Regions from separate parts of the Mus musculus genome. Here all the other regions are linked to region 4. The links are chromatin contacts, called in public HiCAR-type, HiChIP or PLAC-seq and promoter capture Hi-C maps. All regions are on one chromosome and are shown on one strand. Each heading gives the region's core, a stretch centred on a gene start, on an enhancer-like site or on the middle of the called end of the contact. The rest is flanking DNA. Distances are from core to core; before and after follow the strand shown.

What was found. Promoter capture Hi-C pulls out the DNA fragments that hold promoters and counts their contacts. HiCAR-type assays count read pairs that join an accessible place to other places. HiChIP or PLAC-seq counts read pairs in DNA pulled down with a chosen protein or histone mark.
Region 1: a promoter capture Hi-C map of liver shows a contact between it and region 4, with 5 times the contacts expected there. The contact joins the promoter of Chst12 here to the promoter of Ap5z1 in region 4. A contact is called at or near these places in 2 of 39 promoter capture datasets (liver and pre-B cells), 1 of 484 Hi-C or Micro-C datasets (B cells) and 2 of 115 datasets of contacts at active chromatin or transcription factors (astrocytes and large pre-B cells).
Region 2: a promoter capture Hi-C map of pre-B cells shows a contact between it and region 4, with 8 times the contacts expected there. The contact joins the promoter of Ttyh3 here to the promoter of Ap5z1 in region 4. A contact is called at or near these places in 4 of 39 promoter capture datasets (the 3T3-L1 cell line, hippocampal neurons, liver and 1 more), 1 of 484 Hi-C or Micro-C datasets (embryonic stem cells), 6 of 115 datasets of contacts at active chromatin or transcription factors (astrocytes, embryonic forebrain, forebrain and 3 more) and 1 of 9 other capture datasets (embryonic stem cells).
Region 3: a contact with region 4 is called in a HiCAR-type map of astrocytes, with 3 times the contacts expected there. The contact joins the promoter of Lfng here to the promoter of Ap5z1 in region 4. A contact is called at or near these places in 2 of 39 promoter capture datasets (the 3T3-L1 cell line and pre-B cells), 5 of 115 datasets of contacts at active chromatin or transcription factors (astrocytes, bone marrow-derived dendritic cells, embryonic forebrain and 2 more) and 1 of 9 other capture datasets (liver).
Region 5: a contact with region 4 is called in an H3K4me3 HiChIP or PLAC-seq map of embryonic stem cells, with 6 read pairs. The contact joins the promoter of Amz1 here to the promoter of Ap5z1 in region 4. A contact is called at or near these places in 10 of 39 promoter capture datasets (the 3T3-L1 cell line, cranial neural crest, embryonic stem cells and 5 more), 4 of 115 datasets of contacts at active chromatin or transcription factors (the 230-238 cell line, embryonic stem cells, pro-B cells and 1 more) and 1 of 9 other capture datasets (liver).
Region 6: a contact with region 4 is called in an H3K27ac HiChIP or PLAC-seq map of bone marrow-derived dendritic cells, with 8 times the contacts expected there. The contact joins the promoter of 2900089D17Rik here to the promoter of Ap5z1 in region 4. A contact is called at or near these places in 1 of 484 Hi-C or Micro-C datasets (CD8 T cells), 1 of 115 datasets of contacts at active chromatin or transcription factors (bone marrow-derived dendritic cells) and 2 of 9 other capture datasets (adipose tissue and liver).
Region 7: a contact with region 4 is called in an H3K4me3 HiChIP or PLAC-seq map of pro-B cells, with 9 times the contacts expected there. The contact joins the enhancer-like site here to the promoter of Ap5z1 in region 4. A contact is called at or near these places in 2 of 484 Hi-C or Micro-C datasets (muscle stem cells and ventral hippocampal neurons), 6 of 115 datasets of contacts at active chromatin or transcription factors (the 230-238 cell line, astrocytes, embryonic stem cells and 3 more) and 1 of 9 other capture datasets (liver).

The regions. Positions count from the first base shown.
Region 1 is chr5:140,504,107-140,507,015 of GRCm38.p6, forward strand. Chst12 (carbohydrate sulfotransferase 12) reads left to right here and starts at 1,503. Exons shown (of 2, transcript NM_021528.3): 1 at 1,503-1,590. All of the region lies in intron 4 of Gm38728 (a long non-coding RNA gene), which reads right to left.
Region 2 is chr5:140,647,397-140,650,366 of GRCm38.p6, forward strand. It overlaps Ttyh3 (tweety family member 3), which reads right to left and starts at 1,635. Exons shown (of 14, transcript NM_175274.5): 1 at 1,309-1,635. The coding sequence starts at 1,431.
Region 3 is chr5:140,605,727-140,608,713 of GRCm38.p6, forward strand. It overlaps Lfng (LFNG O-fucosylpeptide 3-beta-N-acetylglucosaminyltransferase), which reads left to right and starts at 1,615. Exons shown (of 8, transcript NM_008494.3): 1 at 1,615-2,118. The coding sequence starts at 1,690.
Region 4 is chr5:142,462,550-142,465,597 of GRCm38.p6, forward strand. Ap5z1 (adaptor-related protein complex 5, zeta 1 subunit) reads left to right here and starts at 1,382. Exons shown (of 17, transcript NM_172725.2): 1 at 1,382-1,586. The coding sequence starts at 1,546.
Region 5 is chr5:140,722,720-140,726,090 of GRCm38.p6, forward strand. It overlaps Amz1 (archaelysin family metallopeptidase 1), which reads left to right and starts at 1,408. Exons shown (of 8, transcript NM_173405.2): 1 at 1,408-1,449; 2 at 1,655-1,752.
Region 6 is chr5:144,254,498-144,257,803 of GRCm38.p6, forward strand. It overlaps 2900089D17Rik (a long non-coding RNA gene), which reads right to left and starts at 1,658. Exons shown (of 3, transcript XR_868683.3): 1 at 1,582-1,658. It overlaps Bri3 (brain protein I3), which reads left to right and starts at 728. Exons shown (of 3, transcript NM_018772.4): 1 at 728-1,022; 2 at 1,313-1,415. The coding sequence starts at 881.
Region 7 is chr5:140,763,408-140,766,698 of GRCm38.p6, forward strand. The region is part of intron 2 of Gna12 (guanine nucleotide binding protein, alpha 12); the gene reads right to left. Among named protein-coding and RNA genes, the nearest start is that of Gm30745, 15 kb to the left of the region's middle. Within about 2 kb of position 1,599, at least 79 of the 459 cell types and tissues checked have an H3K27ac peak or open chromatin away from gene starts, as enhancers often do. A contact at or near this core is called in the 230-238 cell line, liver and pro-B cells, where this site is marked.

The DNA.
Region 1 (2,909 bases), core at 253-2,752, 2.0 Mb before region 4:
ATCATGCCTTGTTTATACATTGATAGAGATGGAGCCCAGGGCAGAGCAAGCATTCTACCCCCCCTGAACCACACCTGAGCCCTCGAACTTACAGTTATAGATTGAATTGTGTTCTATCTTCCAGCCCCAAAAGGAAAGAGATGTTGGTGCTCTAGCTCCTAGTGCCTTAGAGATGACCTTATTTGGAGACTGAGCCAGGAGAATGGTAATGAAATGAGGTCATGGGATAGTCCTGATCTTGTCTGGCTGTGCCCTTATGAAAATGGAAATCTGGGCTGAAGTACGCAAAAGGGAGGTAAAGAGAAGGGCTGGAAGATGCTCCTGCAGGGCTCTCTGCAAGAACCAGCCTGCTTGCTACCTCAACTCCTGGCATCTGGCCTGCAGAACCCTAGGAAAAGAGCTGTCCATAGTTGAGGCTGGGTCTGTGTTACAGTTAGAGCAGCCTGAGCAGGTCACACGCACACATGGCAACCCAGGGGACTCAGCTGTAGGTTTTGAATCCTAGTTAGTAAGATGGGATCATCTGCCACCAGAATATAATAAATCTTCCTAGGTTCTGTCCTCTGCCATTCTGTGTCATACTGCTACAGAAAGAGGCTTCTAACCCTAGGCACTGGGAGAGCCCGTTGGCTCGGAACCAGTCCCCTGCTTTGGGAAGGCAGCTCAGTGCTGGGATGTTAAGTGTGCGTCACCACGCTAGCTTTCTTTTGCAGGTGCATGTGTGCACCTCATGTGTGATATGTGGGACTCAGAGGACAACCTCAGGCACCTTCCAACTTCTGTTTGAGACAGAGCTTCTCTTTTGTCTGAAACTTCACCATATAGAGAGGGCTAGGGAGCCAGCAAGCTCCAGACTCTCTCTCTGCCTCCCGGTCTTGCCATACAGGCAAGCACCACGGAGCCTGGCTCACGAGCATGGGCTGTTCACAGGTTCTGTGGATCTGACCACAGTTTCTCACCTTTGTGAGGCGAGCACCTCATTTACCCACTGAATCCTCTCCCCATACCTTGTTTGTTTGTTTGTTTGTTTGTTTTTGAGACAGGCTCTCATTAAGTACGGCTAACCTGGAACTTCCTATCCTACTGCCTCAGCCCCTCCCGTTCCTCCCTCCCCCCTGCCAAGTAGCTGCGGTGACAGCTTGCACCATGCCTGGCTCTCACTAAGAGCTTTACCTGCATGGTCTCTCTTAAGCCCCATAAACTCTGACAGGATTGTCAGCTTGCACAGCCCACGTTGCAAGTTCAAACTGCGAGACAGGCAACGCCCCTTGAGATCAGCCACGCCCCCACTCCGGATTGGTTGCTGCAAAAGGGGCGGGACGCTCAGGGATGGTGGGTGGGACCAATCTCTGGCCGTAAATAAGGTGCCACATGGCACTGGCTGGCGAGGGCAGGAACGGGGAGAAGTGCGCAAGCGCATCCAGAACGGGCGTAGTCCCGCTCGTTAGCTCTCGCGAGAGGATGGAGGGAGGTCTGCCTGGGGGCGGAGCCGCGCCTCGGGCGGGGCTGCTAGCGGGAGGAGGCGATTTCGGCTGCAGAATCAGCATCACCAGCAACAGCAGCAGCGGCGGTGACTGTGGCGGGCGCTAGGTGAGGAGCGCAGGCTCGAGCAGAGCGAGGGGTGCGTAGGAGTCCCGAGTCCTAGGGTGGGGCGATGGTCCATGGTTTGGCGATGCAGATTGGTACCTCCTTCTGCCTGGCTTAGGCAGCTCCCACGTGGTCCCGGGTTCGAATCCCAGTTCTGTCCAGCTGGCTGTGTAACCTTAGCCAAGCGTGCACCTTCTCTGAGCCATCTTCTTGTGCAGCCCTGCAGAATGCGTGGAGGAAGGTGTGGCCACTTGGCCGACCTCCTTTGCAGTAGTAGCGGCTGGCTCGGAGGTTGGGAAAACACCTTCCCAGTTTTGCCTCTGGCTGTTTGGGTGTCCAGGCGAGAAAGCAATTGTTCAGAGACTGTTGTGCTGCAGTGTCCCGGCCAGACCTTGCAGGAGGCTGTCTCCGAAGCCAGGTTTTGTACCGAGCAAGCACTGGCCCCACATCTCACCCCAGTCTACTGAGCATCCTCCTGCCCTGTGCATTGCTGCGGGTGCCCCCAGCAGCAGCCTCATGCCTGGTGGGCCACAGGAAGCCGCGCATTAGTGGCTAACAGTAGGACCTATCTTCTCTTTGGGCTTCTGGCCACGAAGACATCGCTGGCAGACCTTGGGTTCCTTCCGCACATCCGCCTAGCTGTCGCACAGAGAGCTGTAATGTTTGCACCCTTCTTAAATTATTTATTTTATAATCCCACGCTGCGCTGGGAGCCCCGGAATTGAGTGGGAATGTCACCCTCGGGGGAGAACGGGGCTGTGAGCCTTCCATTGCTGGGACAGCACCGTGTGGCTCCAGCCTAGGTAACATGAGTTAGGGCCCTGTTTCCGGGTGTGAAGGAGAGAAAAAAGATTGTTGGGAAACTGCTATGTGCTGGGTATGATACTGCAACTTCGCGAGTTGCCTAAGGTGGAGCGAGTTGCCTAAGGTGGAGCGTGGTGCCAGTTCTTGTGAGCTTAGGCAAGAAGATTGCTGTGAGTTTGAGGGCAGCCTGGGCCGCATAGTGAGGTTCAGGCCAGCCTGGGCTACAGGGTAAGACTCAGACTTAAAACAAAACAACACAAAAATTACAAAAGGGCCTGCCTGTACCTTCATGTTTAATTTCCTTGCTAGGATCTGGGGCTGAGCTTGCTTGTACCCGTATTGTCATGTCGCTTTCGTGGGTCTGCATCTTCAGTTTCCTGCTGTAAGGGCAAACCACCATATTGGGTGGAATGCTGGGAACCATGGGCCCTGGGTAGCTCAGGTCGTCCTGGTTCAGGGCCACTTGAGTGCCAAGTGTATGAAAGACGTTTGCGGTATGCAAAGAGAATGCCAGGAAA
Region 2 (2,970 bases), core at 385-2,884, 1.8 Mb before region 4:
AATCCTCACCCTTTCCCTGTCACTAGCAAGTTCCTCCTGCAGCAGAAGCAGGTGGCAGCCCACTGACCTCAGGAAATGCTACCTGGCTGCCCTGTGTGCCAGTGGACCATCAAAACTGACCATCAGGCAAACCCTAGGAAGGCAACTTTCCAAGAATAGCTCATAGAGTTCTTTCAAGAAAGAGCATAACAATACCATCACACAGTAAGAAAACCACACGTGTCCCTCCACCTCACCCGGGCCTGGTCTTCCCCACAAAATCCCCAGGTGAGGTCCTGGGTCCCGGGTGCATCTCCTTGCTGTCTTTCAGGACTCAGGTTTTGCTCTACCCCTCACACCTGTTCTAATCTGCTCAGGAACACCATCAGCTACTGGAGCTGGGGTCAGGTAGGCAGAGAGTGGGAGCAGGGACAGTCCTGTGTTCTCTCACCCTCAACTTCAGTAAGATGAGGATGGCGGCAGAGATATTTGGCACAGCCCCAGGAGTACTTGATTCCCAGGCTACTGTCTGTCCCAGGAGCCGCCGGAGAGAAACTGTGAGGTGCTTAGTGACCAAGTGGGCTGATCATTCTTTTTTTTCTGGAATCTGGAGCAGGAAGGAAAAGCCCACAGCCCTAGTCCCCCTGCTCTGCACTCAAATGACAGTGGTTCAGTAGTGGGGGTGGTGCTGGGACTTGGCAGGACGCCAGACTTAGGGCTTCGCAGGGAGAGGGCTGCCAAGTGCCCCATGGCCCCCAGCCCAGACGGAGGCCCACTCACCCCACTTCAGCCAGGCCTCATTTTCCACCCTGGGTAGAGAGACTGCTGGCACCCTGGTTTCCCACAACCACACGACACCCTGTGTACATCCCACAGCCTGACCGTGAAGCAAGGGGTCATTAGCAGCCACAGAAGGCTGGCGATGGCCCAGGCTCCTCACCCACCAACAGTCTGGCAAAGGGATTCCCTAGCTGGGGAAAGAGAACGAGGAATACCCTCCTGCCTGAACCCAGGGATCCAGCCTTGGCTAGCGGGGGCTCTGCTGGGGAGAAGCTGACTGCCCAAAGGATGAAGACGGGCCTACCAGGAACCCATAGGATCAGAAGAGGGTCTATCAGGGGAGGGAGGCAGCTCCGTCAATCCGGATCGGAGGCCCTGGTGACACAGAGGGGCTGAACACCTTCCAGGGGGTGTTCGACATTAATCCCTGGAAAGGTTATCAGTGAACGGGAGGCGACTCCTAGAATGAAAGGGGATGGGGAAGCTCCAGCTCCTTGGGAGGGGCCATGACCCGGGGCCCCTGACCCCGCACCCGGGGGCGCGCGTCACCTGCTGGTAGTCGGCGTCCTCGGGCCGGAATTGGCTGCTGGTGGCCTCCCACCGCAGGTCGAAGTGCGGCAGCCGGTGCAGGAGGCTCACCCACCAGGGCGCCGCGTAGCTGACCCCGGCCATGGCGGGCGGGCGGCCACGGGCGCTGCGCCGGGCTTCCCTCGCTGCCGGATGCACGGGGCTCAGGGACCCGCCGACCCCTGCTCAGCTGCCCTCATCGTGCCCGCTTCCAGGGGCCCTGGCCCGGCCCGGCTCGGCCCGGCTCGGCCCGGCTCGGCTGCGCTCGGCTCCGCTCGGCCGCCCGCGCCCGCCGCCTCTTTGTTCACCGCCGCTGCCGCCGCCCCCTCCGCGCACCCGCCCGCTCGCCTTCAGGCTCCACCCCCACACCGCCATAGGCCCACCGCCCTCAGGCCCCACCCCAACCGCCCTCCCGGACATTCGGCCCCGCCCCACACAATGCTATTGGTCGGCACCACGCAGACCCCGCCCATACCAGGGCAGTCTCTGCCTCCGGACTGCCATTGGCATTTCTCCCATAGGCCCTGCCCCCTGCGTTACCATTGGTCTTTTTGCCTACACCTCTCGGTTTAGGCAGGACCCTCAACCTCTTCAGCCATTTCTTCCCTGTAGACCACGAAGGCTGGAATCCAAAGCTCACGTGTAGCATCCTCTCCGACCCATGCCTTTGCTCTCTGGTTTGATCCGGTTTCCACGCAGCCCTCATAAGGACCTGCCAGGGAACCAGTGACCTGTCTCTAGGATGGACATGATCTGCATTCGGGAGCTGCAGCTGTGTGCTCTTGGGCGAATGACTTAGCCTCTCGGTATCAGTGTTGTAGTCTGAGAAAAGGCGTTGCGGAGATAAACCGAGTGTGAAGTGCTCAGAACAAAGCCTGGCGCATAAGCCATAAAGCCGCGTGTAAGGCGATAATGGGCAGATAGATTGAATACCCACCTGCTTTAATTTCAGTTATGGAACCAGGGCCTTACGCATGCAAGCCAGGCACTCTACCACCGACCTAAATCCCCAATCCCCTGTTTTACTTTTTCTGTCGCGGGATCTCTGTAAATTGCTCAGCCTAGCCTCAAACTTGGCAGTCCTCTTGCTTCAGCCTCCCAGGTACTGGGATAACAGGCCTGAACCGCCGCACCTCACTTGCTTGCATCATTCTAAAGATGCAAAAGGAAGATGTAAAGAAAGTTCCCTGTATCCCATCTTGGAAACTAGGCTACTGGTCAGGACACAGCCTATAGAAAGGTCATGGGGGCAGGGGGGCAGTTCTTGCTTCTCCCCGGGTGGAGCGAACATATCCACTTGGCTCTGTGCACTCACAACCCTGGGGCCTTATGTTCTTAGAAACTAGACACATGCAGCTTCTCCATCGGCTAGGTAGCCTCACTCCTCAGCTGGACAGTGGCTTCCTGACAGACCTGTCTTTCAGTTCATGCAACTGCCTGAGGCATCTCCTTCCTTGCACTCTGGCCCGAGGGCAGGGGCCCTTTACAGAGCTGTGGGTTTCAATGTTCTGGATGGCTGGAGGAAGCTACCTAGCTGGGAATCAGCCTGCAGCGATAGGTAAGAAGTTCTTAGGCTTCTTACTCCAGGGCCACACAGCAATGGCTGTTCCCCCTCGCCCCACCCCCAGGCCGAGCTTTCCTCCT
Region 3 (2,987 bases), core at 365-2,864, 1.9 Mb before region 4:
GGACTCAAACTCACTATTTGCCAAGGAATATTTGGTGCAGAGATGAACCGAGGCGTCATACATGCTAGGCAAACACTTTACCAACTTTGCCAGATGAGGTACATTTCAGGCGCTCTTTTACACGGCAGCAGGGGCTGACCCGATATTCACTCTGTAACTCAGGCTGCCTTTAAATGTTCAGCAATCGTCCAAGCCTGCTACATGGGCTATCATGTCTGTCTTCATTTTGAAAAGAATTTTGTTGAAAGCAGGTGTGCGTATGTGTATGTGCGTGCGTGCGTGCGTGTGTATAAATGTGTGTTGCTCAGGCCAAGTTGCACGTGTGGAGGTCAGAGGGCAACATATTGTTGGTTCTTTCTGACCATGTGGGTCCTGGGAAATAAACTCAAATCTGCCTAGGTGACAGTTGCGTTTGCCCACTGAACCATCTGGCCAGCCCCTGCAGTAAGTCTTTACCTGATCCAGCCTGATGCCTTCTTTTAACCTCCAAGAGAGGGACGGACATTAAGAAGAGTGTAGTAGAGAAATAATTAGAAATGATACTCCGGTCTAAAATATAAACGCTAGGGAGTCGGCGACAGAAGGAACAGCAGTTTATCCGTGGTGGCAGGGTGGGCTCAGACTTCCTTTGAAGGGGGACGCGGAAACTGAAGCCAACCAGACCCAGGGGCAGCCAGGCGGAGAGCCGCCCCCAGCTGCGCTCCCGGAAGATGCAGCAGGCTCGGGCTCGGACCCTGCTCCCACTCCAGGGGACCCTTGGCCATTTCCGGACCCGTAGCCTCTCACCCTACCATTAGGCGCACATTCCTGCCGCCCCCGCTCGTGCTAGGCGCAGGCAAGGCCCCCGCCCGTGGGAAGGGGGCCGTGTGCCGGGGAGGCGGGTCTGGGATGGCGCACAGCTGGGTCACATCTGGTAGGAGTGCGGAGGAACCAAATGGAACAGAAGGTAGCCTTTCATCCTTCGAGGAAAGAGGCTGCTTGAGTGTCTCCTCGCTACGGGGTGCCTGAGGTTTTTGGGGACCAACCCTCCCCATTTAGGAACATGATGCCAAGACAGGCCTGCCTGGGGGAGGAGGGAAGGATGGACCGACGGAGGGACGTAGAATTTTGTCACTGATACCCTTTTGCCTGAACTTCAGGTCCACTCCTAAGACATAAGTATCAGTAAGGGCAGCTCAAAATTAATCGCTCAGGACACACTGCAGGCTACCACTTTGGCTCAGTCAGCACCGTTCCCCAGGGAAGGAAACCCGCTCGGGGACAGGAAATGCACAGCGAGAAGCCAAGGATGTCGCCCGCGGAGGAGCACTGGCCCTATCACCCAGGTCCCAGCTTCGGGGGCGCGTCCTCCACGTGCAGCCGTGGCGGGCGTTGGTCAGGCTGGGTGTCTCCCAGAGCAGCTCCGGAGGGTGACTCGGCGCAGGCGGGACAGGCTCGTGCACAAAGGGGGCGGGTGCCGTGGGTACCCCAGCTGGGTGGTTCCCAGCCCCTTGTCCGTATCCCACGTGGGAAGGAGAGATCTCCCTAAAGGTTACGCCCCAAGGCTAGCAGCCAATTAGCGCGTGGAGGCGTGGCGGGCAGGGGAGGTTTAAGAGTTCCTGAAGCGAGAGGCGCGCAGCTGGACCGGGAGCCTCGGGCAGCCGGACCAGTTGGCACTGGGATAGATATTACGTGCGGCCGCCGGCCACCATGCTCCAGCGGTGCGGCCGGCGCCTGCTGCTGGCGCTGGTGGGCGCGCTGTTGGCTTGTCTCCTGGTGCTCACGGCCGACCCGCCACCGACTCCGATGCCCGCTGAGCGCGGACGGCGCGCGCTGCGTAGCCTGGCGGGCTCCTCTGGAGGAGCTCCGGCTTCAGGGTCCAGGGCGGCTGTGGATCCCGGAGTCCTCACCCGCGAGGTGCATAGCCTCTCCGAGTACTTCAGTCTACTCACCCGCGCGCGCAGAGACGCGGATCCACCGCCCGGGGTCGCTTCTCGCCAGGGCGACGGCCATCCGCGTCCCCCCGCCGAAGTTCTGTCCCCTCGCGACGTCTTCATCGCCGTCAAGACCACCAGAAAGTTTCACCGCGCGCGGCTCGATCTGCTGTTCGAGACCTGGATCTCGCGCCACAAGGAGATGGTGAGACCCAGCGCGGCCTGGGCAGGGGGATGAAGTGGGGATCACCCTCTGGTCCAACTGGTGACTGACGATAGCGGTTCCCGATGCGTTAATTGCTTTGGGTCTATCTGGGAAACGATGACACTGATAAATCCCATTACAGCCCCGTGTGGCTGCTGGGGTTCACTTTGCCTTACTACCCTGGAAGCTTCCTTCCGTGTTGCCCAGGGTCACCCCAGCCACATGCTCTGTGTCTGGATGAGTCGCCTCCAGCTTAGGGCTGGCTCTGTAACGCTTCTCCTAAACACTGGAGTGAATGGCCATATTTGTTCCTAAACTTTTTCGAGCAAATTGGCTCAGTTCCATCCTGGGTCCCCTTCACTCCCCTTCCTTCTTCCTGGGTGGAAGGTACGCCCCCTTGAAAGGGAGGGAGGAAAAGGCATAGCACACCCCTGGACCAGGCAAAGTGAAAGAAATGGGTGCTAGTTCTCCAGACTTGCTCAGAACCCTGACTTCAGTAGCTCAGCTCCCCCACCTCCTGTTAGACCAACTTCATACACATAATAAAAAGACACACCCCACTTTGAAAATCTCCCTGGAGGCTACAACAGGACCGTTGGGGCGGGAGAGCAGAGTGCACTGCGTGTGTGTGTGTGTGTGTGTGTGTGTGTGTGTGTGTGTGTGTGTGTGTGTGTAGGGGTGGGGGTAGATATTTGGTGTGAAGACTAAGACTCACTTTCCTTCCTGACCCAGCCCCAGTGAGACTTCGCTTTAGGACAGTGGAGGTTAAGAGGACAGGCTCCTATCTAGTCTTGGTCAAAGAGGGGCCCTGAGAACCCCACCGTAGCCTCCTGAGAATGAGGCGTCCCTTTCCCAGGGGCTCAGCAGGC
Region 4 (3,048 bases), core at 132-2,631:
GCCACCACCCCATGGCGGCTGCCTCAGAGCCCCTGGCATTCATCCTGACACTCAGCCAGGTGAGAAACAACCCACTTGTCCCTTTTTTCTGTGTACATGTTTTTGGGTGTGACTGCACCTGTGTGTGTATTTGTGTGGAGGCAGAGGACAACCTCAGCTGCTGTTCCTCAAGTGGGGTGTGTGTTCACATGCAGAGGCATAGGCATATGTACACTGGCCACAGGAGACGTGAGCAGATCAGAGGACAGCCTTCAGGTGCCCACCCTCATGGCTACTTACACCTTGTCTGAGACAGATTCTCTTTACCATCTCATAAGCCAGGGCGGCTTATCCTCCAGCCTCAGGAGAGTCTCCTGCCTCCTCCATCTCCTGTAGGTGTGCTGGGATTACAAATCCTTACACTACTGGGCTCAGGTTTTATGTAGCTTCTGAGGACCCAAACTCAGCCTGTCAGGCCTGTGTGTCAATCACTTTCAGGTTCTGAGTCTTCTTTCTTGCCCTACCTCTTCTCTGAGACAGAATCTCTCGTTGGCCTGGGACTTGCCAAGTAAGCTAGGGCCGGCCAGCAACCCTTAGGGATACTCCGATCTCCACTTCCTCAGTGCTGGGACTGCAAGTGTGGGTTTTATTTTTATATGGCCACCCAGGGATGGAACTCAGGTACTCATGTTCACTTTTACCAGCTGAGCCGTTTCTACTTCTGCCCGTTTCTCCCTGAAGCCTTGCTTATTACTAGGCCATGAGCACTAGGTATTGATTGGCAAGAGCCAGAAAGACACGGGTCCAAGTGTCTTTCCCACTGTGACAGCTCCTCAGTCTACTACCAGTTTCCTTTTTCTGTGTGTGCAATAGGCACCCATCTCCCAACCCAAATAGGTGAATAGTGCCAGGGCCTCATCTTAAAACCCAAGACTAGCAAGACATTGGGTATTTCTGCAGCAAAGAGCCTGACAGAATTTATAAAACGTGTCTGCCATACAGCTTTTGCTAAGGATGTTCTTTCTCTGCCACCAAGTCGCGCCCCCAGCCTCTCACTGGGGTAAATCTAGTCACCCTACTGCTAAACTATGTGCCTGCCTAGTCTCTCCAGGTCTAGAGTCTACCACTGGCAGTTCCGGGATCAAAGGAAACTGTTTCGGAGCCAGGAGTTCTGGGTTCCAAGGACCACGGTTCCATGACTCCCTGGCTGCTGACTGACGTGGAGAGAAGCCCAGGAGCTAGGCGGGAACTGGCTTCTGTACTGCAATATTTTGGCCAAGGCCTCCGCCCCGCCCCGCCCACCTGCCGCAGGACCGGAAGCTGGTCTGTCTTTTGCGCGGGGGAGTGGGAGGGATGGCCCTCCCACGTGGTGTGGCACCGGAAGCCGTCAGCTAGCGCTCCAGATTCTCCCACGTGATCCAGCCAGGACGCGGGAGGGTGGTGGCGGGGGTAAGAGGTGGGGCGAAAGAGGGCAGACACAGTCCGGTCACATGACACGTCATGTGACACGATCCCGGAAGTCCGCGGCAACGTTTCGGGCACTGGTGGGCTTGGAGCCGTGTCGGCATGTTCTCGGCGGGCGCGGAAAGTCTGCTGCACCAGGCCAGGTCTGCCGATCTGGGGCTGGGGCCACGGGGCGTGAGACGAAGCCGGGGAGGAGCGGGGAGGCGGTGGTCCCGCTGCACGGTTCGGGTCTCCGTGTGGCGCCGGGTCCGGGGCTCAGGGCGACCTGCGTGGAATGTGAGGCGCACAACTCAGCTAAGGGATCCTCCTCATCGTGTCTGGGTCCATGCTAGTGCTGACCCTGCACTGAGAGTCTAGGTTCTTTCCCAAATAGCCAGCCCAAGACTTGGTGGTACGTGATTCAGCGAAGGAAACGACTACCCGAAGCCCAGACCTGATGCATTTGGTAAACTGAAAATGCAAAGGGACAAATCTGGACTCTGAGCTGGGCCACTCGTGGGGAAAGTTTAGAATGGTTAAGATCTCTGGGATCTCCCAGAGCCTGAAAGAGTTAAAAGTCTGGAGTCTACGAACAAGACAGTACTCCGAAGACAGAGGGACTTAATAGGTAAATGACCTTGCCACCAAGCCTGACTCTCTCGATTCGACCCCCGGGGCTCGGGGAGGAAGAAGAAAATCAACTCCAGCAAGTTGTCTTTGGATCTCCACTCGAGCACCCCAACATGTACATAAATAAATGTAATAAATTAAAAAACAAAGACAGTTTTCTTAAGATCTATTAGGAAAATGGTTGGTGACCCAGCCACACAGTCTCCCCATGGGCCCACAGCCCTCCTTTGCCTTCAGTACTGGGTGGGTACTTTTCATTTTTAAGCAGTAACCTTTTCATGCCAACACAAAAATAACGCTATCCTGTCTCATAGCATCTGTGGTTTATCACTGCCCCAGTTGGGTACAACCCTGGGCCATTTGTATCTCCTTTTGCTCACCCAGCCTGTTCTCTAGGTGCCTCAATAAGACTCTGGGTGGAGGATGCAGGAAACAAAGCAGGCGAGGGTGGTAGGAAAGCTACTGGAGACCTTCCTCGGCCTGGGACATGTGGTACCTGCAGAGACAGTGCAGAACCAAGTTCAAGTACCTGACAGACAGGCTCAAAATGGGGGCAGTTTGCAAACCATCAGCCCTGTCAGGACACCATAGTGGGACTGTCAGCCATGATTTAGGAAGTTGGGGGCTCTCTTCCTCAGCGCCCACAGACAACTGATCCATTTATTTATTTATTTAGAGATGGCTGAGACAGAGTTTTACTGTGTGGCCCCTGAAACTCACTCTGTAGACCAAGCTGGCCTCAGACTCACAGAGATCCACCTGCCTCTGCCTCCCAAGTGCTGGGATTAAAGGCGTGCGCCACCACCACGCTGGGCAATTCCTTCATCATGGCCCTTTATTTTGTGGTGCTGGGAAGGAACCCAGCATGCATGTAGGCAGGCACCCCTTCCACCTCTTTTCCTTCCTTTTAAGCTTGGAATAGAAGCAAGGAAACACATTTCCACACTGAAGCCCGGCTCAGTCCTAGAGTGTTTGTGTTAGGCCAGCGACATCTCA
Region 5 (3,371 bases), core at 158-2,657, 1.7 Mb before region 4:
CCTTTGGGTGAGTGCCCACAGAAGCCAAAAGACAGTGCTGGATCCCACGGAACTGGGGGACCCAGGTGGTTGTGATCCTCCTGATACGTTGTTGGGAAGAGCAGCCGGTCCCCTTAACCACCGATCGAGCTTCCCCACCTTGGCTTTTGAGACAAGGTCTTTCTCATTCAACTCTGTTTTCACCGGGTTGGTTAGACTGACCATCAGTGAGCTCTGTTGGACTCTGTACTGGGATCACATGGGGACCAAGCTTACAGCACCCTAGCCTTTGGGGGGTGGAGGGGGACAAGCTAGACTCCATTCAATCCACATTACAATGTAGCATCATCAGCCTAGAGTCCCCAGAGTCAGTGACGTTCAGTGACTTTGCCTCCCACCTTGCCCCGGGCTTCCCACTGACCAACCTCATTCTGCAAATATTCCTCCCTGTGTAACCGTTCGTCTCTTTAGTTTATAAATCAGTGTCCATGTGTGTGCGTGCACCACGTGTATTTAGATCTTCTGGAGGAGCAGTGGACCCTCAGCCTCTCTCCTGTTTCTCCACACTATCTTTTGAGACAGGCTCTCAACTGAACCTGGAGCTCCCAGGCTAGGTTGGCTGGCTTGTAAGCCCCAGGGATTTCTCCGCCCCTGCTTCCCCGGCTCTGGAATTATAAGGGCGTACTCCTGCATCTGCCTTTTATGTAGGTGCTACGAGGTCTGGATTTGAGTCCTCATGCCTATGTGGAAATCACTTTACAGACAGAACCATAGATCTGTCATCTTTTATTGTCCAAAATGAGCCAGGAGAGAGGCCTGGGCAGAAGGGTGAGAAAAGACTTCTGATAGGAGCCAGGCAAGGAACAGTGCAGGATGCGTGGAGTCAGGGAGAGGAGATGAGCAGGGTGCTGAGCGAGTGGTCGTCTAAGGGGTACCCAGCATCCCCTCCTGGTCTCAAGTCTCAAAGAAGATGGATGGAGGGCCTTGATTCTCAGAAGACTGTTAGCTGACCTCCCTAGGACAGGGCCTTCTGAGGGGATTTGGGGAAACTGAGTCAGCCCCAGACCTCATCCTCCGTAAACCTACATTATAGACAACACTGTAGCCCCAGCCATCATCAGCACGGAGTGATTATGCCAGGAGGTTTGTTGAATGACTGAATGACCTAAGTCTGCTCCTGTGCCAGGCAGCCTAGAACCCCCTTCATGAGGTGTAAGCCTAGGCCACTCGTGGGACACTCCCCTGTTTGTGCCAGAGGCGGAGGACACAGAGACCTCCCATCTCGCCCCCTCTGTGGGACCCTCTTCCCCACACACATCAGTTCCTGTCAGAGCCAAGATGTGTCGCCATGGAAACTGCTTGGCAAAGGCTGGCAGGCAGAGGCGGCCAGCAGCCGCTCACACTACCCAGCTCCTGGCGGCACCCGTTGAAGTGACACGAGCGTGCCTGGCGGTGTGTGGCATGTGTGCGGTAAGTGAGGGCTTGGGTAGGCACATAAGTGTTTGTGTGATGTGTGTCAGAGGTGGTCTGGGAGTGTGTGCTCTTGTGTGTGCATACATGTGCATGTGTGTCAACAGGGTGAACTGTGGCCGTATGCATGCGCTCTGGGTGTGATGGCTGCTGGGTGCGCACAGTGATGGGAAATAGAGGACTGATGGGGATGTGTGCACTACAGGCTGGGTGTCACTAGGTGAAGGACCAGACCAAGGTGCCCTGCAGTTGCTGTCCCCACCCTCGAAGTGGACCTCCTAGCCAAAGACAGCCACGGCTCAGGTAATTATCCGTCAGAAGGAGTGCATGACTGGAGGGCTTCTGGGAGGCGGCAGCTACTGGGAGTCAGGCAGGTGAAGGGGAGAAGAGCAGTTATCTAGGTACAGCCTGGAGTCTGGGAGTGATGAAGAAAGACTGGAAAAGAGGAGAGACAGCCAGTAGGGATGAATAAGGTTGGCTTGCACTCAAATTTTAAAAGGCCATCTTCCTAGAATGGGGGTGCCAGAAAAGGCACCCACAGAGGTGGCACATGGGGTGAGAGGACAAACGGCTGGGACAGACAGAGCCAGGTGGCTAGGAAGCTTTGATGCTCCAGGGACAAGATGGGGCTTTCTCGTGAGACTAAGGGACACCTGAGGATCTTGCTGTGCAGGAGGACTGGGCTTGAACGGAGAGAGGTCAGGTGGAGCCAGCTGTGCTGGGCAGTCGGGAGAAAAAAATATATATATATATGGAGGTTGACCAGATGTTTCAAAGTGAGTGCAAGCCTGTGGGTAGGGTAGAGGAGTGTCTGGGAGGCATGCAACTTCTGCAGTGTGAGAGCATATAAAGAGAAGTTTGGGTCCCCAGGGTCTTGTCCCCAGGATCTGAGGACAGTACCATGCTCTCCATGTGCTACTTGTTCTCTATCCTTGTAGCCCCCCACCCCAGCTCTTTTATCTATGTGGGGGATGAAGATACTTTGGTGACCCCACCCTCCAGGTGCCTAGAGCCACCAGAAGCCCCAGGGTGGGCTGTTCCCTGGCTCCCAGGCCCATGCTCTCCTGAAGGGAATGCCTGTGCCTCATCCTGCCCCCCCCCTTAGGGTGCATGGACTGCCAAGGTGACAGAGACAGATGTCACTGGGCATGTGGTGGACACGAGGAACAAACCTCCATTTGGGGGTCTTGCTCAGATCCCCCTCTCAGGTGTCTTCCCACACTGGGGGCTACCTGGATGCCACTGCAGGGGTCTGTTGCTGCCAGGCTGCGCCTTGGTTCCTTACAAGCCTGTCCAGGACAACCCTGTCTTCTGGGGGTTCCTTCTCCCGCTAGCACCCACTCCTACTATACTCTGTGTCTCCCCTGGGTGACGCTTCCCACCTACAAAAGGATTTAAAAAGGCTTTCTCCATGACAGGGCACAGCTAAGACTCTGAAGCCCCTTGTCAGCCAGCACCTCCCCTCCCTGCCAGGAGGAGGTAAGATAAGGTGCAATGAATGAGGGGGCTGGTGCGTGGGACACCCCTCTTTCTGCAGCCTACTCTGGGCACCCTGAGATGACTTTGCCTTTTTAAGTTGTTGGTGTCTCAGTGCAAGGACTTTGGGGACATTTTCAGGCAGTTCTAAATCGAGGGGAACTGTGACAGGGACTGATGTCGCTGGGCATGTGGTGGCATGAGGATCATGTCTCAACCCCTCCTCTGTGCCTGCCTTCGATGGACGATTTCTAGCTAGGAAACAACAGGTGGGCTCTCTCCCCACCCCTAAGCACATAAAATGGAGGAGGGAGGGGAGGAGGGATGAGGCCAGACCTGGGCAGAGATAAGACAGAGACGAGAGGCTAAACAGCCTAGTCTTAATGCCCAAGCCATCCTGCACCCAAGATTTGGTCTAGCCTTGGGAATCCCTAGGAGCCTGTCTT
Region 6 (3,306 bases), core at 408-2,907, 1.8 Mb after region 4:
GGCCACAGCCCCTGAAAGCGAAAATTAATCAAAAGAGGAGGAGGAGGAAGGCTCAGCAGTTGAGTAGGCTTCAGTGGGTGAGCGTACTCAGTTGTTTTCCTTCCTACACCCAAGGATGTGTGGGCAGTGATTGGGAGGGGCTCGCCTGGTCCCTCCCTGTGGGTGGTGACCCGGGTGCTGGGTTGGGCAAGGGGAGGATTTGGGCGTGGAGGGGCAACGAAGTCCATAGTTTAGGAGGTAAAGGTGAGAGGGTTAAGAGTTCCAGGCCAGCTTGGGCTACATGAGCCTAGGTCCAAAACAAACAAACAAACACAGAAAAACGGTGGAGGCGCCTGCTGCAGAATCTGTCAACCAATCTATCTCAGGACCCATATGGTGGAAAGCAGGAACCCACTCTCGAAAGTTATTTATTCTCTGGCTTCCAAATGCGTGCCCACTCATATAAACACACCCTCCCCCCAAATAATTGTAACAAACATTATTATTATTATTTTTAGAAAAAAAGCAAAAGCTAAAGGAGGCCAGGATCTTGTTGGGTCTCCGGCCGTGGCCGGGAGTCAGAACTTCTCTGGAAGTCCAAGATCCATTGTGGGGCGGGACTGAACGAGGACAACACCCCGCCAGCGGCAGCCGCTGAGGCGTCTTTAAGACGCCCTCGCCCAAACCCCGCCCACAGCCCCGCCCCGCCCCGCCCACGTGACCCCGATCTTGTGACCGGCGGGAGGGCGGGGAACCCTTGGCGCGCCCGCCCCGCCCGGCGCGCGCCTCACTGGGCCGAGCTGCCCGGGACACCGCCGTCGCCGCTACCGCCGCCATCCCCGCCGGGCCGAAGGAAGCGAGCCGGGCCGGAGCTGGCGGGCGCGCGGCCCCGGGGGCCGCGATGGACCACAAGCCCCTGTTGCAGGAGCGCCCGCCCGCCTACAACCTGGAGGCCGGCCAGGGCGACTACGCGTGCGGCCCGCACGGCTACGGGGCCATCCCCACCGCGCCCCCGCCGCCGCCCTACCCCTACCTCGTCACAGGTGGGCCCGCAGCTCTTCGGGGTCCCCGAACGGCCTCCGGGCCAAGCACCGCGCTGTCCCCGGCGCGGGCCTGCCGGGGGGGCAGCTGCTACCCGGAGCGCCCTGCCCGGCCAGGCCCTGCCCCGGTGGCCGTGAACTTAGTGTCGGAGGGTTCACACTTGGCTTCTAGAGCCCACCCGCAGGCGCGCTCAGCCCCGTTGGAGGCGGGGAGGACGGGGGCTAAGGGGGAGGGAGGGAGGAGAGGAGGAGGGCCGAGTCGCCCGGGGCTGATCAGCACTCCGCTCCCACAGGGATCCCCACCAGCCACCCCCGGGTCTATAACATCCACAGTCGAACGGTCACCCGGTATCCTGCCAACTCCATCGTCGTGGTCGGAGGCTGCCCGGTCTGCAGGTAAGTCTCTAGCCTGGGGGTGGGGGGTGGCGGCGGAGAACGCACGTGCCGGAATCTTGCAAAAGGCCAGCGGGGGTGGGATGGGGTGGGGTCACAGCCCGGCTCCTGTCTCAGAGGGAAGTCCCGCAGGGGAGGGACTGCAGTGGGAGAAGGTGGGGTCACTCACCCCTGGCTCTGAATTTACTTTATGCGGCAGAAGGATGGGTTCCCTTTTCTGTGGGGAGTTGAGTGCATTTGGGAGGCATGGCACCCGGAGTGCGTGGGACGCAGGAATGTTAACAATGGAGACTGATGGTCTTTCCTCCCTAGTACTGGAGATCCGCAGCGAATCAGGGTTTGTTTTGTTAGGTTTTTTTCCTCCAGTTTCCGCAAGTGTGTCCAGTACTAAGGAGATATTGGGACTTGAGTCCGCAGGCCAGTATGCCAAAGGACTTAGGAGATCCAAGTGGCCAGCAGAGAGCAAAGGCTGTGAGGGTGCAGAATGACGACCAGGGCTTAACAACTCCTGGCCACTAGCTGGCCCAGGAGGAAACCCCGTGCTTCTTTGTTCCGGGCTGGAGTGGTTTTGTTGTTGTGGCTGTTTTACCCTCAAACTGGAGCTGACAGAAACTTTGTGGGGACTTTATGGAAGGTGAGAGATGCAGCCAGGCTCATTCTAGGCAGGCTTTGAGGATTCGGCTTCCAAGTTGGACTTGGCCACTCACCCGGGGATGGGCCAGGTACAGCTCGTGCAGGGCAGGGTTTCAGCCTTTGTCTGGCAGGGGGAAGTTCCAAGTCTCTGAGATGGAATTAAGAAACCCTTGTTTGGACTTAGCTTTCGTTTCAAAAGTGTGTGTCAGAGGCGCAGAGTGGAGCCATAAGGAAGTTAATGATTTTGGAAACTTGCGAGTGGCCTCACAAGAGATGACTGAGGGTGGAAGACACTGGACCCTCGGTTGATCATGTGCTTGGGGGAAGAAGGCTGAAGGCCAGTTAGTTAGAGTCCTCCTTCAGGGACCCAAGTGACTTGGCTTTTGGAGCTGGTGCAGGGGAGAGGAGTGGGACTCAGCTGCTTCCTCTAGCTGTAGATGGGGTGGCTCTCTGATAGCTTGGTCTTGCTGGCCGCCTCTCTCTCTGCAAGCTTTCCACCTGAGGGCTTGAGGCACACCAAAGAGGGAGCATAGACTGGGAGGTGGTCCTAGCTTGTTGAGCCAAGGGGATTAGTATAGGGTCTCCTGTGCAGAGAGAGAGCCACTGGGAACAGAAGGGGGTTAGTTGTATGGAGGTGGGAGACTTCCTGTGTGGCCTTGAGGCTAGTCCCTGCATGGGAATTCTCAGAGCCCTGAGGATGGGACAAATATTAGCTGAACTCTCAGATTTAAGGAGAGGTCTCATAGGGGTAGGTGGCAAGCAGGCAGGAAGGTGGGGAGAGGCATAGCAGTGCAGGGGGCTCACTAGGATTTCATGTCTGCTTGTTCCAGCAACCAGATCCTGGCCCTACCACAGTCAGCTGGGTTTGTTTCTGTTTTTTTTCCTCTCCCCCAGTGGACAGGAGTGTTCCCATGAGGCTCTTCTTGGACCAGACCCCTGAACTTGGGGGTTGGGGTGTGGGGGGACGGACAGCAGGGCAGTATGGCTGCTATAGTCTGGGGCCAAGGCAGTCAAAATCCTAGACTGTGGAGTGTCCCACTGCAGTCTGGACTGCTGCTGGTGGAGAACACTTTCTCTGAGACTTTCCCTGGGAAGTGAGTTGTTTTGTAGGCTTGTGGCTTCTGCTCATGGGCTCTTCAGTCCTGTAGAATCTGGGACAAGGTCAGGCTGTGCCACTGCCCTCACAGGAAGGTCTTGGGCTCTTGTGTTGCAGCCTGTGGATGGAGGCGTCCAGTATTAAGGAACCTGGGTCCTCCGAGGA
Region 7 (3,291 bases), core at 349-2,848, 1.7 Mb before region 4:
GATGCAGGCTGAGGCCCACAGAGCACTACACAAATTGGCTGGTGTGCACACCTGCAATCCTATCACCTGAGAAGGGGAGGCAGGAGGATCAGGAGTTCCAGGGCTCTCTTAGCTGCAGTGCCAGTGTGAGGCTGGCCTGAGATAGGAAAGACCCTGACTTAGAACAAGCAAAGCCCAAGGCCATCATGGCCACACTGTAGCCCAGAGCTAAAGTCTTCTTCATGTGCTTCCTTCCTGCAGCTCTCTGGAGCAGATGGTGGATCCTGTCTCCAGGCCACACCAGCAGCAAGGGCTGGGGCGAGAAGTAAAATCCTGACTGGGGCACAGTTTTGCCTCTGACACACATGGCCCAAGGGCTTCAGGTGCTGTCTGTAAAGACACTAAGTCCTGAGGAGAGGGGACAAGGAAAGACGGGCAATCTAGCTTCTAGAAGCCTCTGTATGATTCATGACACAGAATGAGGAGACTCTGGAGATGAGTCTCCTGCTGGACACAAACTGAGCCACTGAAGGGCCAGTGCCCATCCCTGTGTGCAGCACTCATGGCCCTGCCCTCTAGGCATGCTGGGTAACTGAATGCAGTGGCACTCACAGGGCCGGAGAGGAGACCGGCTTCTAGGTCACCAACAACCTAGAGAGAGGGAGCAACACGGAGTGTGATGAAAGGAGTGCGATGAAAACAGCACACGAAGCTTCCGTTAGAAATCAAAGGCTAGGCTGGCCAGATGGCCCAGTGGTAAGCACACTTGCTGCAAAGGCTGACAACCTGAGTTTGATACCTGAGTCCTATGTAGGCAGAAACTGAGAACTGACTCCACAAGGTTGTCTTCTAACTCTACATGTTTGTCATAGCATGCATGTTCCTATGTGCATGCACACACAAAATAAATGGAGGAAGGGAAAGGGGTAGGGGAAAGCAAGCTGAAGGCTGGAAAACAATTCCTCCATGAATCCCAAAGCGTGTAGCTCTCTAAATTCCACAAGAGCCTTACTCTGACAGGTGCCTTCACTTTGTACAGTCTCACAGAAGTGTAAAAAAGCAAGGTCATACACACGTGCAACAAGATGGCACTGAAACAAAAAATTTTCTTTTATCTGATGCGTGTATGTTGTACATGCATGCACATGCCTGCATGTCCCCTTTCTCTGTGTGTGTGTGGGGGCCCACAAAAGACAGTCTTGGGAGCCATTCTCTGACACTTGGCTCCTCAGTGGTCTAGAGATAATCAACTAGGCTAACTGGCAAGGCACCCCAGAGTTTCTCCTGTCTTTGCCTACAGATGCTGGGATTACAAACATGTGCCACCACATGGTTTCCTATGTGGGTTCTGGGGCTCAAACTCAGGTCTGCATGCTTGTGAGGCAAATACACTGCCACCCAGGCCATATCACAAGTGGGTCTTCAGGCCATGACAGGGCACCCATTATAGCTTGTGACTTTCTGACAAAAGGTTGAGAACAGGGGCCATCAGCCTCTAAGTGTGGTTTATTTTTTGTTGTTCTAGTTTTAAAACCTCTGAGATAGGTCTTATGATGCAGCCTAGGCTAGCCTCAACTCGTGATCCTCTTGCCTCAGCCTTCTCTGTGCTGAGACAGCAGATGTACACACAGAGCCCAGCTCTTGTTTGTCTGTTTCTCTGTCCCTTGTCCCAGATGGCCCAGAGGAAGAGGTGAACAGTCACTTCCTTCCTGCAGTGGAGGGAAGGTCACAGGGATGATTCAAAGGAGAGGATTCTGTTCTAGGGACAGCAGCACTCAAGTTTCCCTGTATCAGCCCCCACAATAAGCAGCAAGGCAGCCCTGGTGGTTGGCAGTCAAGCTCTGAGGTGGAAAGAGGCACCTAAGGCTCAGAAACGAGTTCTCACCTCTCTAGGCGACCTGTGCTCCTCACAGAGCTGTCCCACCTGGCTTGCAAGGACAGCGTTTCAAGAGACCAAGTGGGTCAAGCCCCTGTGCTGACTTTCCCCTCTCCTGGTCCCGTCTCCTCCCTCAACACAAAGGCAGGAAGCTGCTGGATCACAGTGGCTCCACCATGTCATCCCAGCAGGCTGGGCAGTGGTGACAGCTCACAGCCTAGGCCATTCCCTGTTAGTTCTACTCAGACAGTAGCATAAGCAGAAGGAAGGAAGAGTCCTTATATGGGGTTTTAGGTGCGTGAGAGAGTTGTGTGTGTGTGTGTGTGTGTTTGAGTGTGCATGAAGGCAAAGGCTGAACGACAGTCTTGGGTGTCATCCTCAGGAACACTGTCCCCTCCTCTGACCAGGGTGTCTCATGGTTGGCAGCAGTGTGTATGTTTTCAAGGCTGACGATTGTTAGACATTTCTGTTCGCTAGCTTAGGTGGTAGCATCAGCAGGAGGAAGGAGAGTCCCTACTCAGTGCAGTAGTGACTCAGAGTTGGTGAGACAGCACAGTGGTGTGCACAAGGGCTTTGGAGGCCTTCCTCAAGGGTGTTGGGTACCGAGGAACAGCTGAGAAAGGTCTTTTTCCTGGCAGCTAAAAGAACATGGCAATGTCAGTCACACACCTAGATGAGGGCACAGATGACACCTGGACTTGGACTGCTCCTACGTGCTATACTACCTGAGGAAAGGCATCTGTGGCTCTCAGTTGCTACAGTGTGGCTGTAGTTATCCAGCCATGGGAAGGAGTATTTAGAGGTAAGGAACTATGAGCTATAAAAGAGAATGTCATACTCCCAGTGCTCTCAGCCCCAGCAGTGCCTCGAGCCTCAGAGGTCCTGGTTACTGCATAAAGTCACACGTCTTTACCCCTTTAAAACACTTTAGAGACTCTTTTTTGTTGTTGTTTTTTTGAGACAGTGTCTCACCATATAGCTCTGGCTTCTTTAATTCACTATGTAGACCAGGCTGACTTTGAATTCAGAGATCTCTTTCCTCCTGAAAGCTGGATTAAAGGTGTGTGTCACAATGTCTGGCTTTCTTAACGTGTGTGTGTGTGTGTGTGTGTGTGTGTGTGTGCGCGTGCGAGAGAGAGAGAGAGAGAGAGAGAGAGAGAGAGAGAGAGAGAGAGAGAGATTGAGAGAGAGAACGATAAACAACCATCAGGAGTTGGCTCTAGGGCCTGAGTGGCACCTTTACCTACTGAGCCATTTTGTCAGTTCAATGTGTACTTTTCAAGGCTGATTATGCTAGACATTTCCCCTTTCCTAGTTTAATGACCCCAAACTGTCCACTGTCTAGTACCTGTGTAGACACCCCCAAGCAGAGAGAAGGACCTACACACACCCACTGGCTTAGCTCCTACTAAACAGTCAGCAAACCCAATCGTCTG